Linked DNA regions of Mus musculus: all the other regions are linked to region 4. The links are chromatin contacts, called in public Hi-C and HiChIP or PLAC-seq maps. All regions are on one chromosome and are shown on one strand. Each heading gives the region's core, a stretch centred on a gene start, on an enhancer-like site or on the middle of the called end of the contact. The rest is flanking DNA. Distances are from core to core; before and after follow the strand shown. Region 1 overlaps Rbms1 (RNA binding motif, single stranded interacting protein 1). Region 2 overlaps Gm33436 (a long non-coding RNA gene). Region 3 overlaps Rbms1 (RNA binding motif, single stranded interacting protein 1). Region 4 overlaps Gm39833 (a long non-coding RNA gene).

Region 1 (3,372 bases), core at 446-2,945, 330 kb before region 4:
CAGCTAGGAAGTGACAAGGGAGGCTTCTCCTAGACATGGTGCCCCCGACCTGTCAAACTTAGCCTTCTGTCTTCCAGAACTGCAGGCTCATGGACACTTGTTCTAAGCTTCCCAGCTTTGTGGTGCTTGGTTATGGCAGCTAAACAGAGAAATAAAGCTTTAGCTCCATGGTGTATTTCTTTATAGGCCTTTGAACCTGTTCTGCTCAATCTTCATTCTCTGCTCTGTAAGACAATACCTCCCATGGTAACCGTCCTATCACTCTGCCGCTTACCAGCGCTTCCCCACGGCAAACTCCTCCTGACCTTTGCAGATGAGCTACGCGCTGCCTCTGCATCGTGCGCACAGAAAGCAGCATTCTCAGCTCCACTGTGCTCCCTGCACGGCTCTGTCCTAGACTTGCACCCTTTGACCCTTTGTTTACGTCTGCACACACAGAGAGTCTCAACAGTCAGAAGAAAATCGTGGAGAAGTACCCACAGCCTGTGTTGATGAAGTGCTTCCTGTCTGAATAGAATTATTCTGAACACTGCCACTAACCTGGCTGTGGTTTCAATGTGAAATGCCCTCCTTGGGCTCTGTGTTTAAAGACTTGGACCCCAGCTGGTGGTGCTCTTACAGGAGGTTGAAGAACCTTCAGGGAGCAAAGGCCCTCTGGAGGAAGTGAGTCAGTAGGGTGACCTTTACATCCTGTAGTCTGGCCTACTTCATATCTACTCTCTGCTTCCTGGCCTGCTAGGCTGTCAGGGAGCAGCCTTCTGCTCCTGCCACTAGAGCTGAGAGCTGTTCTGCCATAACGCCATTCCTCCATGAGACTTGCATTCTCATAGCATGAGCCACAGCACTTGAAGGGAGTAAGCATCGCGTACCATGGTCTAGAGCCTTATCCTAGAGGAAGCCACAGATGAAGGCCTTGCAGGTACTGACCCGGGAGAGGAGACTGTAGGCAGGCCGTTTTCCATGGGAAGCAGTGGGGAATGTGTTGGCAGAGCTCTGAGGATGCGCTACGAGACTGCCTGGGTAAGGTTCTTTACAAACTGACTTAAGAGGGGTTACATGGTCACTGCAGGGCACCAGTGGTGACCAAAAAAGTAAGTGTAAGAAATTTCCCAAGAGCTAAATTTATTCTGTGATTCTGGCTTTTCATCCTTGAACGTTCACACCGGCCGGCCTCGGATTCTTTTCTAACATCACAAAAAAACTTTAACTCTACCTGAAAAACTATCCAAAAAGCCCTAGTTTTGTTTACCTTACTAATAGTTAAATAAAAAAAAAGTTAAAAAAAAATAAAAGCCTAAAACTATTCTGTGTTGGAGAGCAGGAGCTGGGCACTCTTGCTTTGCAAGTGGACCAAGAGTAATCAACAGGATTCATGTCAGTAACAACAAGGGTTATTTCTATAGATAACCAAGGGGAAAAGGAAGCTCAAAATAACTTTAAAAAAGCACACTTGATGGGATTTGTGTAATTCTTACCTTTAAATTAAAACAAAACAAAACAAAAAAACTCAGTAAAGTTCTGTAGAATAGTCTATGAACTGAGCAGACCATAAACAAAAGAATTCACATGTGAGAATCCAGGCAGCAGCCAGGAAGGCTTGACACTTCCCTGTCCCTGCAGGCCAGGCTGGGGTGGGTCAGCAATGGTGTCTCCACACACTTCCTGTCTCCACCCTGCTGAGGCAGCAGAGAGGCAGCTCCTTGGCTTCCTGCTTCCTTAGCTGCTTTGTTTAAACTTTATGCTTAAAAGACTGAGCCCAGCAAGACAGCTCAGTAGGTGAAGGAGGCTGGCCCTGCCTGCAGCCTGATGAAGAAGAGTATGATTCCTGGAACCCACAGAAGGGTGACAGGCAAGAATTGATCCCAAGAAGTTGTCTGCTGATGAGTCATGGTGTAAGTGTGTACACATTCCAACTCAATCACTCACACACACACACACACACACACACACACACACACACACACACACACACACAACTAGAGTGAAAGACAATTTAAATTAAAGTAAAATGTGTCTTAAATGTGAGAGAAGTATTTCATGGATCCTTAGAACCTGGAATGACTACTACTCAAAAGACATCCGAAATACTAGTGTTACAAGGAAATTTGAAAGCATGACACCATATGAATGGGGAATGACATCAATGAACACAGTAAGACTGTCACACAGGACAGCTATACAGACACTGTATGCACGCATATATATATATATATACGTATATATATATATATATATATATATATATACACACACACACACACACACACACACACACACACTAACAGTTATTTTCAAGTGTAAACTACTTGCCCTTTAAAGTTCAAGTGTGCCTTCTCTGGAGGGGACTGGCTACGAAACAATTCAGATGGAGGTGAAACTACTGTTTGTAGACCCAACCCCAGATACTGCTGGGTAATGGTGTAATTGAGAGTCAACTATGGTAGGTAGACTTTCGTTTTGAAAGTTGTGTCTGTGTGTATACATGTTTTTGTGTAGATATACATGTCTGTGTATACATGTTCGTGTGTGTGGATAAGTGTGCAGTGGAGGTTGGAGAACAACCTCGGTGTCACCTTCAGGAACATGTTCTTAGAGACAAGGTCACACACTGGCCTTGAACTCACCAATTAGGCTAGACTGGCTGACCACTGAGCTTCAGGGCTCCTCCTATACTTGTCTCTGAGGCAATGGCATTACAAGGGCATTGCTACATCCTTGCATCTTCACATATGTACTGGGGACCAAATTCAGGTCCTTAAGCTTGCAAGGCAAGCACTTGATTTCCCTAGCACCCCTGAGCCATCTCCACAGCCCCAAGGTGGGCTGGCTTTCTGCTCATTTGGATAATACAAATTACATATAATCTTCATTCTAATCATGATACCACAACTCTCTCCTATAAGGAATATGGCATTTGTCTTAGAACTGCAGTAGAATACAAAATACAGTCCTAGACAAAAATCAAGTATCTTCCTTACTACTTGGTGGTTGGGAGCTCAGCTTATCAAAACACTGCTTTCTTTCACCTGACCAGGCCCACCAGGCCAGCCTGAGACCTTCCAACAGGTCAGTGCCTGCTCCAAACCACATCCAAAAAGGTGATAATTGCCCCCCTTAACACCCAGGCAGGTCTACACTGGGCTCATTAATCGCTTCAAGTCCTGTGTGCTTCCTCTCAAAACACCTGGATTCAGAAAGAAGGCAGAGAACAGCCTTAAACCGCAGCTCAATGCCTAGAACCGACTCCCAACCCTCCTCAAACCCCGGGTTCGTCACAGAAGCAGCAGGGCAGGGTGACGAGAATAAGCATTTTCAGGTTCACTCAATGAAATATCAAACTTTCTCCTCCTAGTGGCTGGGCATAAAACACAA
Region 2 (3,416 bases), core at 823-3,322, 440 kb before region 4:
CTCTTCCAGCAGCATGAAGCTAACCCTCAGCTTCCACTCAGCTGCCAAGTGCAGGCTGCAGAGCTCCACATTCCCTGCATTCCTCCTTGCTCTAACCATGACCCTTTTGCCTGCTGGGAAAAGCACCCTCACCCACTTGCTCTGCTTGCCTTTCATAGTTGGAATCCCAAAGCTGCTGGGCTTTGGCTTCTGGCTCTGGCTTTAGTCTCAGCTAGGGCCCAAGTCTTGCTGGGCCACCCTCCCTAATCCTGCCCCAACTGCCCCCATTCTTCCTTAGGGCCCATCCCCCACTTGCCAGATCCTCCTGACTAGCTAAAGGACAAGTTTGACCTCTCTGGCAGCTGCGCTGAGACTGTGGATGAATCCCAGGCTTCTGGGTCTTATTTCCACCCAGCACTCTCTCTGCTAGAAGAGAAGCCTTGCCCCTCCAGGAAGTGAACTCATTTTCCTAGCATTAGGTAGAATGCAGCTTACAGCGTCTCTGCAGCAAGGCCATCGACTTCTTTTCGAATGGTCCTACAAGGGTTGAATGAGTTAAAGTAAAAGTTGAAAGTTATAACTGCTGCAAGTGGCCAACTCTGGATCATAAGAGGTTAGACCTTTGTCTAATGCCCCACAGATACTGTGGAATGGCTACTGGCCATCTAATAGCCCACTGACCAATAAGATGCTTAGTGAGGTAAGTGTGGCAGCTATGCCAATCATTCCAGCACTCAGGAGACCGAGATGGGGGATTGCTGTGAGTTTGAGGCCAGCTTAGGTTACATAGTGAGTTCCAGGCTAGCCTGAGCTACATTTAGTTCTAGACCAGCCTAGGCCACAATGGTATATATAATTTCCATGGAGTTTTTTTTTCCTAGACAATATCTAAATAGGAAGAGATAAATGGTAAACAAATTAATCAATAAGAAAATTAATAGTAAAATATTTGCAGACAATTGATTTGGGGTGATATAATAAGGGGTATCTAGATGAGTCCTTCAAGCAGAATGCCAGGTAAGACATCCTTGAGTAAGTGATAAAATTAGATTGAAGGAGATCCAACCAGGCAAAGATCAGAGGAAAGAGAATTGCAGAGAAAGGAGCATGGAGAGCAAGCAGTCTGGGAGCAGCTAGAGCGATGACAGAGGAGTCCCTGAGGATGGAGTCTAGGGAGGGGCAAGGCAGAACTCAGCTGCAGCTGAATGGAAGAAAGACAGCAACTAGTACAGGGTGGTCCTATCCATCCGGGAGAACACAGACAGCCTTGGGGTCTCCACAGGTCGGGCTGCCTGGACTTACTGATAGGTCACATGCCCTGGAGGAGAGAGAAGATTCCAGAATCTCTAGATGACAAGAATGGACCGCAGAAGCTCCTGCCTGCTCAGGTGCAGGTAGTCTGGACTAGGTGGTCACCAAGCTGCCTAGACAGTGGTCCATCCAACAGAAATGAGAGGATGCCCTCCCCACCCTCACTGCCAGATGAATCCTTCGGTTTCAAATATTTTAAATTACAGTCTTGAAGAGCAAAGGAGGCTCTTGCAAGCAGCCGAAGGAGGAGAGTGTAGTACACTCACATGGCCAAATGTTCTGTTTTTCCCCTGATGAACTATCAGTAGCAACAAGGGTGACAGCTGAGGGCGGAACTGGCTGGTGTGTGTGTGTGTGTGTGTGTGTGTGTGTGTGTGTGTGTGTGTGTGTGTATTCTGATAGCAGTCTCATATCAGAACAATTAAGTATAAACCTGAAGGCCTGCTCTCATGAAAACCTTCAATCCAGTCTCTAAGGGCCTCAAACTCAGACTTTCAAAGGGAGCCTTGCTTTGCCAACAGTCACCATTTCACTGTGTTTGCTAATTTCCCAACTCCATGAAAACCTCCAAAAGGGTGAAGATGGAGAACAGAACCTTATGGGAGCCCCAGGAACTTACAGATCCCTGAATGTCATCATGACGTTATCTCTAAAGTCCACACTGTCCCTTAGGGGCTTTTATTGACAAACTGCAGAGAAGTGACTCAAGTCTATGTCATGATCATCTTTCCCAGAACTGGGAGTTCCTCTGGCCTGCCAGACACAGGAGCATTTTTTTCCTTCTCCTCAGCCTTACTCACACATGGTGGCTCATCGCTTTGAGGGCATGGAGAGTTTCCTCATGGCCCCTGTACATTCTGTGCTGCTTTGCTGAGTGAGGAGAGGTGCACACGGCTGCATCACTGTTTTCAATTTCATTTTTCAGTTTCACCTGGGGCCAAAGTTTTCGGTATCCATATAGTTTGATTGCTTTCTGATTCACTGTGATCATATGCTTTGCAGGATAATTCATTCTTTTGCTCGAAGATATTAATAACACACAGTGTTAGTACTCTTAAGCAGACATGTAAAAGAAAAAAATTGAAACTCAGGAAGACTGAGTAACTCACATTCGAGGTCTAAGAGATGTGGCCGAGACAGGAGAATTAGACAATTGGAGACCTTCAAACCATGGCAGAGCTTTGTGGCTTCGAAGAGAACTATGCAGTTTTTCAAACCCCCAAATTATTTAATTAAACAGGACTTAAATATCTATTATAAACCCAGCCTCATGACACAGAAATATATCCATGTATTTAGTCAATAAAATATTTTAAGTACAGTATTGTACAAAAAACACGTAGCCACAAGGGCCTTGTCTTTAAGAATCCTCTGGGTAGTTAGATAAAAAAACAGATCTCTGAAGTAGTTTGATGACAGTATGAGGTAGTGTGTGAGGTAATAGATGCTGGAGGTCAGAAGAGTTCCTGCCTGACATAGTCAACCTGACCTGAAAGGCCACAGGATATGACTGGGGAACACTCTAGAAAAAGGCACTTTGGAAACAGGAACAGTGTGCATCAAAGAACTGAGCCAGTAACCATTAAAGTGTTCATGCAGCCTATCAGGTTACTTGGTGAGAAGATTTGTCAGGGACCGGGAAAAATTGTAGACTAATTTTGTCACTTGCTGAGGTAGAAGCGATAATGTCTCATACTTTGTATATGTGTGGTTATGGAATCATAATCTTTATTGTTATTATTATCTGCATGAGTCAGGCTGGAGCTAGATCTCATTAAAGAGTCCCCAGGGAATACGAAGAGGAATCGAGGTACACACATGTCAAGTGAAGTATCATCATCAGTAGCTAAGGATTTTTACCCATAGTCTGGTGCATTGAACCTCCACTGAAAAGACTCGGTCTCAAGGATTAGCTTTTTATCTGAGACCCTAAAATGAACCTAAGGCCTTGTGTGCTGGTACACACCTTCTTTCTTCTCCTTCTCCTTCTCCTTCTCCTTCTCCTTCTCCTTCTCCTTCTCCTTCTCCTTCTCCTTCTCCTTCTCCTTCTCCTCTCCATCTTCTCCTCCTTCTTCTATTTATTTATTTAATATATATCAGTACACGATCTCTCAATTCAGACACAC
Region 3 (3,437 bases), core at 322-2,821, 280 kb before region 4:
TTCCACAGTAGTACTCCTCAAAACCTAGAGGATGACCTTGAAGGAAGTAGAACAATCCTGCCATGGGGTGGACTGTGGGGAGCCGCACTCAACATTTGCCATTACAAGATGGCGCTGACAGCTGTGTTCTAAGTAGTAAATAATCTGCACATGTGCAGGGGCAGTTTTCCCGCCATGTGCTCTGCCTTTCTCGTGATGACAACTGGGCCGATGGGCTGCAGCCAATCAGGGAATGACATGTCCTAGGCGGAAGATAATTCTCCTTAAAAGGGACGGGGTTCTGGCACTCCCTCTCTTCGTCTCTTCTCTCTTCGTCTCTTTCTCTTCGTCTTTTCCTCTGCTCTCTTCCTCTGCTCTCTGCCTCTCTCCCTCTCTGCCCCTCTCTCTGCGTCTCTCTCTGCGTCTCTCTCTCTTTTCCTCTCTGCTTCTCTCTGCCGCACTCTTCCTCTCTTGCTCCTGAGTAAGCAATAAAGCTTTGCCGCAGAAGATTCTGGTTTGTTGCATCTTTCCTGGCCAGTTGCGAACGTGCGTAAGAGTGGACTCTGGAAGCAGACTGCTGGAGTTCAGATGTCACCATGACCACATTCTGTTTGCCCTTGGCAAACTAACTTTTCTCTTAGTCTTGATGTGTGTAACATGAAGCCTGGGTCACTGATTCCATTCCAACTCAAGGTCCATCAAGACATTGTGTAAGTACAGACAACAGAGCCTCAGGAAGATGTCAAGCTAGTAGGAAGTGCTCTGCCAGTATAGTCTGTGCCAAGCCCATCTTTCCCAGGCCTCTCTCTAAATATGCCACAGCCAGTTCTAATATTAAAAGTGACCTATACACAGTGCTGGTCCAGTCTCCCACCTCCTACTCTCAAGCTCCTTTGCACAAGCACATTAAAAACAGAGTGGAACAAATCACACTGAGTTCAAGTGGCAAAATATGAGAGGCGGGTGGGGGTGGGGTGGGATGGGGCGTGGCTCCCTAGGAAAGGCTATCCTCAAAACCACTAGACTGCCTGGACCTTCTCATTGGTTAGTCCAATGACCTGTAAGTCCTAAGTACACATGCATTGGCTAGAGCCTCTCTAAAATCCTGGAATTCCAGCACATACCTTCTAATACCTGAAGTGGAGACTAGCATGGGTGGAGGGGTATTAGACACGGGCATGGGCTCCATTAGGGTTGCTCTGTCTGTGCTCTTCTCAAGCTTGAAGGCCAATAGTACAAAAGGCCAGAAATTTACATCTTCCACTACCACTAAGGATATTTTCCCTCTACCCAGTGTACTGTGTGATCGACCTTTGCTGGCAAGAAGGTAAGAACTTAAAATGGCGCGACCAGTCCTAAAACTCCATTAAAATGAAAAAGGAGAGGAAAAAAAAAAGAGGGGTGAGTAAGATCTGGGTAAGCCTCTACAGTTTAGTAAAAGCTTTGAATCACTAATTTTCCCCCTAAAATACTCAGTAATGCATTTACTGTAAAGTTAAGTGAACAGATGCTGAGTGTCTGGGGATGGTGGGAGGAGCTGCACACCATGGCCTCCTGGCCTCTTGCCTAGACTGCCAACCTGCCTGTTGACAGTGGAGTGAAGCTGCACTGGATCTGCTGCCAAAGAAGCAGCCCTGCCTAGGGTGACAGCAGAGAGGATGAGGAGAAAGGGCAGCAGAGGAGGAAAATGCCAATTCATTGCCATCCCTGTACACGGTCTCTGCGATGCTTTGGAATCTCTGCTTCTTGCTCTATCTTTCCCACAAGACTCCTGGATCCCAACACACACACACACACACACACACACACACTAGGGAATTACGTAAAAATGTACAGGGCAAAATAAGGTGTCGAGAAAGAAAACAAGGAAACAGAAGTCATTCCCCATCCTGGGTCTCTGAGTTTCAGCTGGGTCCTGGAATCACAGTGGCCCTGAAGCTTCTGCCGGCTCAGCACCAATGCAGACTCTCCCGAAGCCCTTTCCTGCAGACACTCACTCGCAGGTCTCTAGGAGATGAGTTTAGCTCTGCCAGGGCTCAGGCTAATGAGGGTTCCAAGGAACTTTCTTACATCAGCTTTAAGTGAAGAGTCCCTGTTTTTCTTTAGAGTCAATTCTGACTCACTTGCTCAGGAACCTGTCATTCTCCACCACACATATATGTTTCCTGTCTCTGTTACCTCTAGGCTTATAGATTACTAGTGTGTGACAGTGCATTTTTCTACCACTGAGAAGACACAGTAAACCCTATGAGGAGCTCCTCAGATTTCTACAAGTTTCTAAATCACCCACAGAGCCCTGGATGTCCCCATCATGTTGGGAATACATAACACAGAGACAATTGTTTTCATGTTTGAGATTTTGATTATGACCAGCCACACTTAAGAAATAGTAAAAGAGGAGAGAGCAGAGCTGAGTGCAGACTGCCCCTGAAATTCAGAGGTCCTGGTGTTATGCCTGGTCCTGTCCACGGTCCCTAAGATGCATTTGCATACTTGGGGTACTTTGGGCTCTGTGTCTATGTCCTTTACAAAGCAGCTACCACTGTCCCTAATTCCCCACAGACTCTGCCTCCTGACTCTCTTCAGATGACACTTGAGAGACAACAGGAAAAGGCTTCTCCTGTCCTAAAACTTCACCCTCCCTGGACACACCCTCCAGATCCTGAGCCAAGCTGAGCTGAGCATTTTCTATTTCCTTGCTCTGACATCGTTCAGACCTGAGAGTTTCCACAGCTTCCCCCGAACTGGCATGCCACGAGTTCAATGTCCAATTCTCTAGGTTACAACTCTACGTGCTTCCCTAGGTCAAAACAAACAAAACCGGCTCCCTTGAAAAATCCAGTGACCTCATTTTGGGCAGAAAGTGCAGAGCACCTAAGGTGTATTTCCTGACACTTAGTGCTGCCAAACAGGGACAGACAGAAGCTTGCTGAGACAGTGACTACTAAGTATGCCTAACTTCACATGTTGGGTGCGGTTTTTGAAAACTGGGCCTGACTAAATTCCTGTTTTAAATACAGTAAAGAAAAAAAATTTTTTTGAAAGAAACTGAATAGAATCAGCAAATATTGTGCCCTTAAAATATGCACAAATCACACAAACCCAATGCTCATGGAGAGACGCCACGGCGCATATACATTTAGCAATCTGACTTGTACGAAGACACACACCCAATCAAAAGGTGAAGGAACAATTCAAGCAATCATAACACACAAGAAAGAGCCCTTTGTTCAAAGAAAGGACTAATTTAACTGATTTCCTTACAAATTAATGCCATCTGAGATTTGTTCTTTATTAACCAATCAGGAAAAAATAATTTTTTTTAAGTGAAGGCTAACAAAAGTGAAACACCTGTTTGTTAATGAAGCAGACACACAAGTTCCCGTTTAAGTATTCAAAAAGTTACATTGTAACACCTCTTTACATTCTAACACAGTAACTTTCAAATGAAAATTACA
Region 4 (3,656 bases), core at 1,048-3,547:
GGAGGAGGGAGCTGGTCAGCGAGGTGAGACCTGAGAGTGTAGGAATGAAATGGGTGGGGCTATTTTCCAGGGGGAGGAGCATCTTTAAGTGGGGGGAGGGGAGAAAGGAGAGGGAGTGACATGCTCAGAGAGAAGGATTTCAGATGAGAGGCATGGAAGATGAAGCTGGGTGAATGAGGAACTATTAATATGGAGAACTTGAGCACTAGTTTGCATACCTAAACTTGGATGTCATGGTAGCTTTGAGCAGGATTGAGCTCCCCACAGCCCCACCCCACATGTTTAGTGGAATTTCACAACAGCCCATCTGCAGTAACCACTAGGATGGATTGCAGGAGTGAGTGACTGCAGGCAGAGACCAGTTAGAAAATGGCTGTGATAAATGAGCTGTGAAGTGACAGCCAGGGTTCTGGACAAGGACGGACTTGGCTACAAAAAAAAAAAAAAAAAAAAAAAAAAAAAAAAAAAAGTCAAGAAGGCATGTCTACACAATAGAATAATAGAATACTACACAAAACCCTGTAAGTGTGGTGAGGTGGTGAGTGATCAGACACATAGGATGTGGGGGTGTGGGGGGGGGAGAGGGAGGGAGAGAGGGAGGAAGGGAAGCAGAGAAGGAGATAAGGAGATAAGAAGGAGGGAATGCAGGGTAGAGGGGGGAAGGGAAGGGAAGGGAAGACTCAGAGGCGGCTCTGGAGTCTGAGATTGTCACACAGATTGTCACACAGACAGACAGAATGATAGCAACGTTGGCAGAAATGAGGAAGCCATGAGGACTCTCTGGTTTAGAGGAGAAAGCTTTTCTATGAATCTTAAATACTGGTGTTGGAGCCTAGCATTGAATATCAAGTAAAAATGTTAGAAAGGAAGTCAAATACTAAATACAGCTTCCACTTCCCCTTCTGCTAGTCTTTCCTCAAATACATGGTCAGCTTGTATAACTACGGGTGGGTTTTAGTGCTTGCTTTTCATAACATTTGAGTAAGTAGGTCAGTACTACCTACTTTGTAGATAAGAATCTCTTCTGCAGCCCCTGAAACCAACCCTCCACTTATTGCCTTATGGGAACATTTGACTTCCTAAGGATCCTATCACTATAGATATTGTCCCCAATCCCCTCTTCCTTTGGCTTCCCTACTGTTGCCTATAACCAAGGCTATCAGCCAGCTTTCTTTCCTTACACTGAAGCTTCATTTCCCTATTTATTCCTCCAGTCTCTCTGATGGCATTTAAAAATTATCCAGGTCTGATTCCTCTTCTCTTCTCTTCTCTTCTCTTCTCTTCTCTTCTCTTCTCTTCTCTTCTCTTCTCTTTCTTCTCTTCTCTTCTCTTCTCTTCTCTTCTCTTCTCTTCTCTTCTCTTCTCTTCTCCCCTCCCCTCCCCTCCCCTCCCCTCCCCTCCTTCTCTCTTTTCCTCTCCCCTCCCCTCCCCTTCCCCCACCCCCTCTCTCCTCTTTGTTACTGGGATGCTCTGTATATAACTAACTGTATGATACTTACAGTAAGTCTAAGGGAAGGTTGACCTTTTTTTATTACACACACACACACACACACGATAGCCTTCCTAGGAAACTGAGAAATGATATTTTAGCATCTCAGGAAAAAAAAAAGCCTCATCTAGAACCCCACAGGATAAACCCAACCACCAGATGCATGCCATCTATACCAAACACTGAGGACTTTTCTGCTGAATGTCGCAGTCCTTGTTGCTTCCTGATGCCCCATAGATGGTTGCTCTCCCTTTCCTTGCCTATATTCCAGTCTGCATCTCGTGGCCCTTGTGACTCCTATGCCTTCTAATGTAGACCATCTAAAAGAAAGAAAAACATGCCAGTACCCAGTGAATCCGGGTAAGGAGATGTTAACTTGGTCTGAGGGTGCTGTATCATTCCAGTGGATGACTTTTGGAGTTGTTTTCTTCTGGGGGCCTCCTGGTGCACATCCCCCTCCTGTTCCCTCTGGACAGCTGATTGTGCCCTGAGTGCTCTTGCTTCCCCGTTCTGGTTCCCTGTGTGCTTCTGCTTGCCAGAGTGTTCCTTTTATCCCCTTTGGTTTAATTGCCATGCAAAACCCTCTGTTGAGCTTTTAATTAGCAAGTTATCCCAGTCTGAAAACTGGAAACCCTGGGCTCTTTCGGCATATATTAAACAAGCTAAAATATGAAATTAAAGAAAACAGAGTTTTAGCCAACAGAAACAAGTGACTCATTTCCTTGTGAAAACACACTGGGTTTATGTTACTCTGGCAACAGGATTCCGGAATAGCGTCCTCCTCTCCCCCGTTTGGAGACTTTATGTGTTTCTGCTACAGTCAGTGTTCCACGGTGACCTAATGTTGAACCAAGTCTCTGGGTGAGTCACGAGGCGCAAGAGCAGTGGATTTTCTTTGAGATAGCGCATGCCCTGTCCCTTTGACCAAAGGAAGGAAAGTTTACTTTGTACAAGTGTAAAAGGATCCTAGGAACTCTCGGCCAGGGCTGCTCTGGGACAGAAGTGTGGTCCTGCTGTTACTCTCAAAACACCACCATCCCTTCTAATGTGTTTGAATTCCAAGTGCCTGTTGTTCTAAAGACAGCTGATTAAATCATAACGTACAACCTGTGTGCGCACCACATGGGGAAATGAAGATTTAGAGATTCACTGCACAAGACTCCAGATGTTTCTCGGGATTCACATCATGGGCGGGAACTTCCCGGTGCTTAGGGTCAAAATTTCGACCTACACCACTCCAAATCTCTACAGCAAAAATGTGCTGTGCAAAGCGGCTGCAGTAGCTCTCCTCGGCGAGTTTTTCGGTGCTCCGAGGCTCTTGAGAGGAAGTGAAGAGCGTCTTCAATTTATCAAGCTCTCGCTGCTTGGGATTTTAAGTTTCCAGAAGTTTTGTGAACAGCTTTAGGCATTGGCTGGATAGTCAGGAAAGTGTAACCATTAGGATGAGCTAAGAGTATGTGAAGAGTTTTAGTTTCCCCCCAGTTGCTACCAACTGTCTGCAAAGGAGAAGTCCAGCTTTTCTCAGTTCTGTTTCCCTCCCCATAAACTGTCTTCCCAGTTCTCCTGGATTTGTGGAGAAGGAACACAGTAAACAAACTAGGATTAGACTGGACATTGGGAGAGCATGGGGAGGGATGATTTAGTGACAATGTATACTGCATATCTTATTCCTATATGATGTCAATTTATGAAAAGAAATGCCGGGGAAGAAAGCTGCATAGGTAGCAGAAGACAGCCTAGTTGGCCATCACTGGGAAGAGAGGCCTCTTGGTTTTGCAAACATTATATGCCTCAGTACAGGGGAATGCCAGGGCCAAGAAGCAGGAGTGAGTGGGTGAGGGTATAGGGAACTTTCGGGATAGCATTTGAAATGTATATAAAGAAAATATCAAATAAATAAATAAATAAATAAATAAATAAATAAAATATGCTATGCTATGCTCTGCATGAGCTTTATAGTCAAATCAGGGAAATGTAAATTGTAATGATGAAGAAATAAAAACTATTGCTCAAAGGGAAAAACAAAAGAAATATTAGAGAAAGAATTCAAGTTGAGATAGAGGAGGTTGATTATTTTGGTTTTTTGTTCTGCCTTTTCTTTGAAACTTAGGAAGAAAGCTCCAGTGATATTTATTATATATAATAGAAACAGATGGTAGGGAGACAA

The links. A called contact is a pair of places that touch in the nucleus more often than the background predicts. HiChIP or PLAC-seq counts read pairs in DNA pulled down with a chosen protein or histone mark.
Region 1: a contact with region 4 is called in a Hi-C map of bone marrow-derived macrophages, with 3 times the contacts expected there. The contact joins two enhancer-like sites. A contact is called at or near these places in 9 of 484 Hi-C or Micro-C datasets (bone marrow-derived macrophages, embryonic fibroblasts, muscle stem cells and 3 more), 3 of 115 datasets of contacts at active chromatin or transcription factors (bone marrow-derived macrophages, fibro-adipogenic progenitors and pancreatic cancer cells) and 1 of 9 other capture datasets (embryonic stem cells).
Region 2: a contact with region 4 is called in a FOXA1 HiChIP or PLAC-seq map of pancreatic cancer cells. The contact joins two enhancer-like sites. A contact is called at or near these places in 9 of 39 promoter capture datasets (the C10 cell line, embryonic stem cells, hematopoietic stem and progenitor cells and 5 more), 1 of 115 datasets of contacts at active chromatin or transcription factors (pancreatic cancer cells) and 2 of 9 other capture datasets (adipose tissue and embryonic stem cells).
Region 3: an H3K4me3 HiChIP or PLAC-seq map of bone marrow-derived macrophages shows a contact between it and region 4, with 3 times the contacts expected there. The contact joins two enhancer-like sites. A contact is called at or near these places in 1 of 15 datasets of contacts at CTCF or cohesin (the NIH/3T3 cell line), 3 of 484 Hi-C or Micro-C datasets (the C2C12 cell line, bone marrow-derived macrophages and muscle stem cells) and 2 of 115 datasets of contacts at active chromatin or transcription factors (bone marrow-derived macrophages and heart atrium).

The regions. Positions count from the first base shown.
Region 1 is chr2:60,809,131-60,812,502 of GRCm38.p6, forward strand. All of the region lies in intron 2 of Rbms1 (RNA binding motif, single stranded interacting protein 1), which reads right to left. Among named protein-coding and RNA genes, the nearest start is that of Rbms1, 71 kb to the right of the region's middle. Within about 2 kb of position 1,696, at least 192 of the 459 cell types and tissues checked have an H3K27ac peak or open chromatin away from gene starts, as enhancers often do. A contact at or near this core is called in bone marrow-derived macrophages, embryonic fibroblasts, pancreatic cancer cells and 2 more, where this site is marked.
Region 2 is chr2:60,698,184-60,701,599 of GRCm38.p6, forward strand. All of the region lies in intron 2 of Gm33436 (a long non-coding RNA gene), which reads left to right. It also overlaps a transcript of Itgb6 not described here. Among named protein-coding and RNA genes, the nearest start is that of Gm33436, 7.3 kb to the left of the region's middle. Within about 2 kb of position 2,073, at least 71 of the 459 cell types and tissues checked have an H3K27ac peak or open chromatin away from gene starts, as enhancers often do. A contact at or near this core is called in adipose tissue and pancreatic cancer cells, where this site is marked.
Region 3 is chr2:60,862,485-60,865,921 of GRCm38.p6, forward strand. All of the region lies in intron 1 of Rbms1 (RNA binding motif, single stranded interacting protein 1), which reads right to left. Among named protein-coding and RNA genes, the nearest start is that of Rbms1, 17 kb to the right of the region's middle. Within about 2 kb of position 1,572, at least 89 of the 459 cell types and tissues checked have an H3K27ac peak or open chromatin away from gene starts, as enhancers often do. A contact at or near this core is called in the C2C12 cell line, the NIH/3T3 cell line, bone marrow-derived macrophages and 1 more, where this site is marked.
Region 4 is chr2:61,136,809-61,140,464 of GRCm38.p6, forward strand. The region is part of intron 2 of Gm39833 (a long non-coding RNA gene); the gene reads left to right. Among named protein-coding and RNA genes, the nearest start is that of Gm39833, 11 kb to the left of the region's middle. Within about 2 kb of position 2,298, at least 164 of the 459 cell types and tissues checked have an H3K27ac peak or open chromatin away from gene starts, as enhancers often do. A contact at or near this core is called in the C2C12 cell line, the NIH/3T3 cell line, adipose tissue and 6 more, where this site is marked.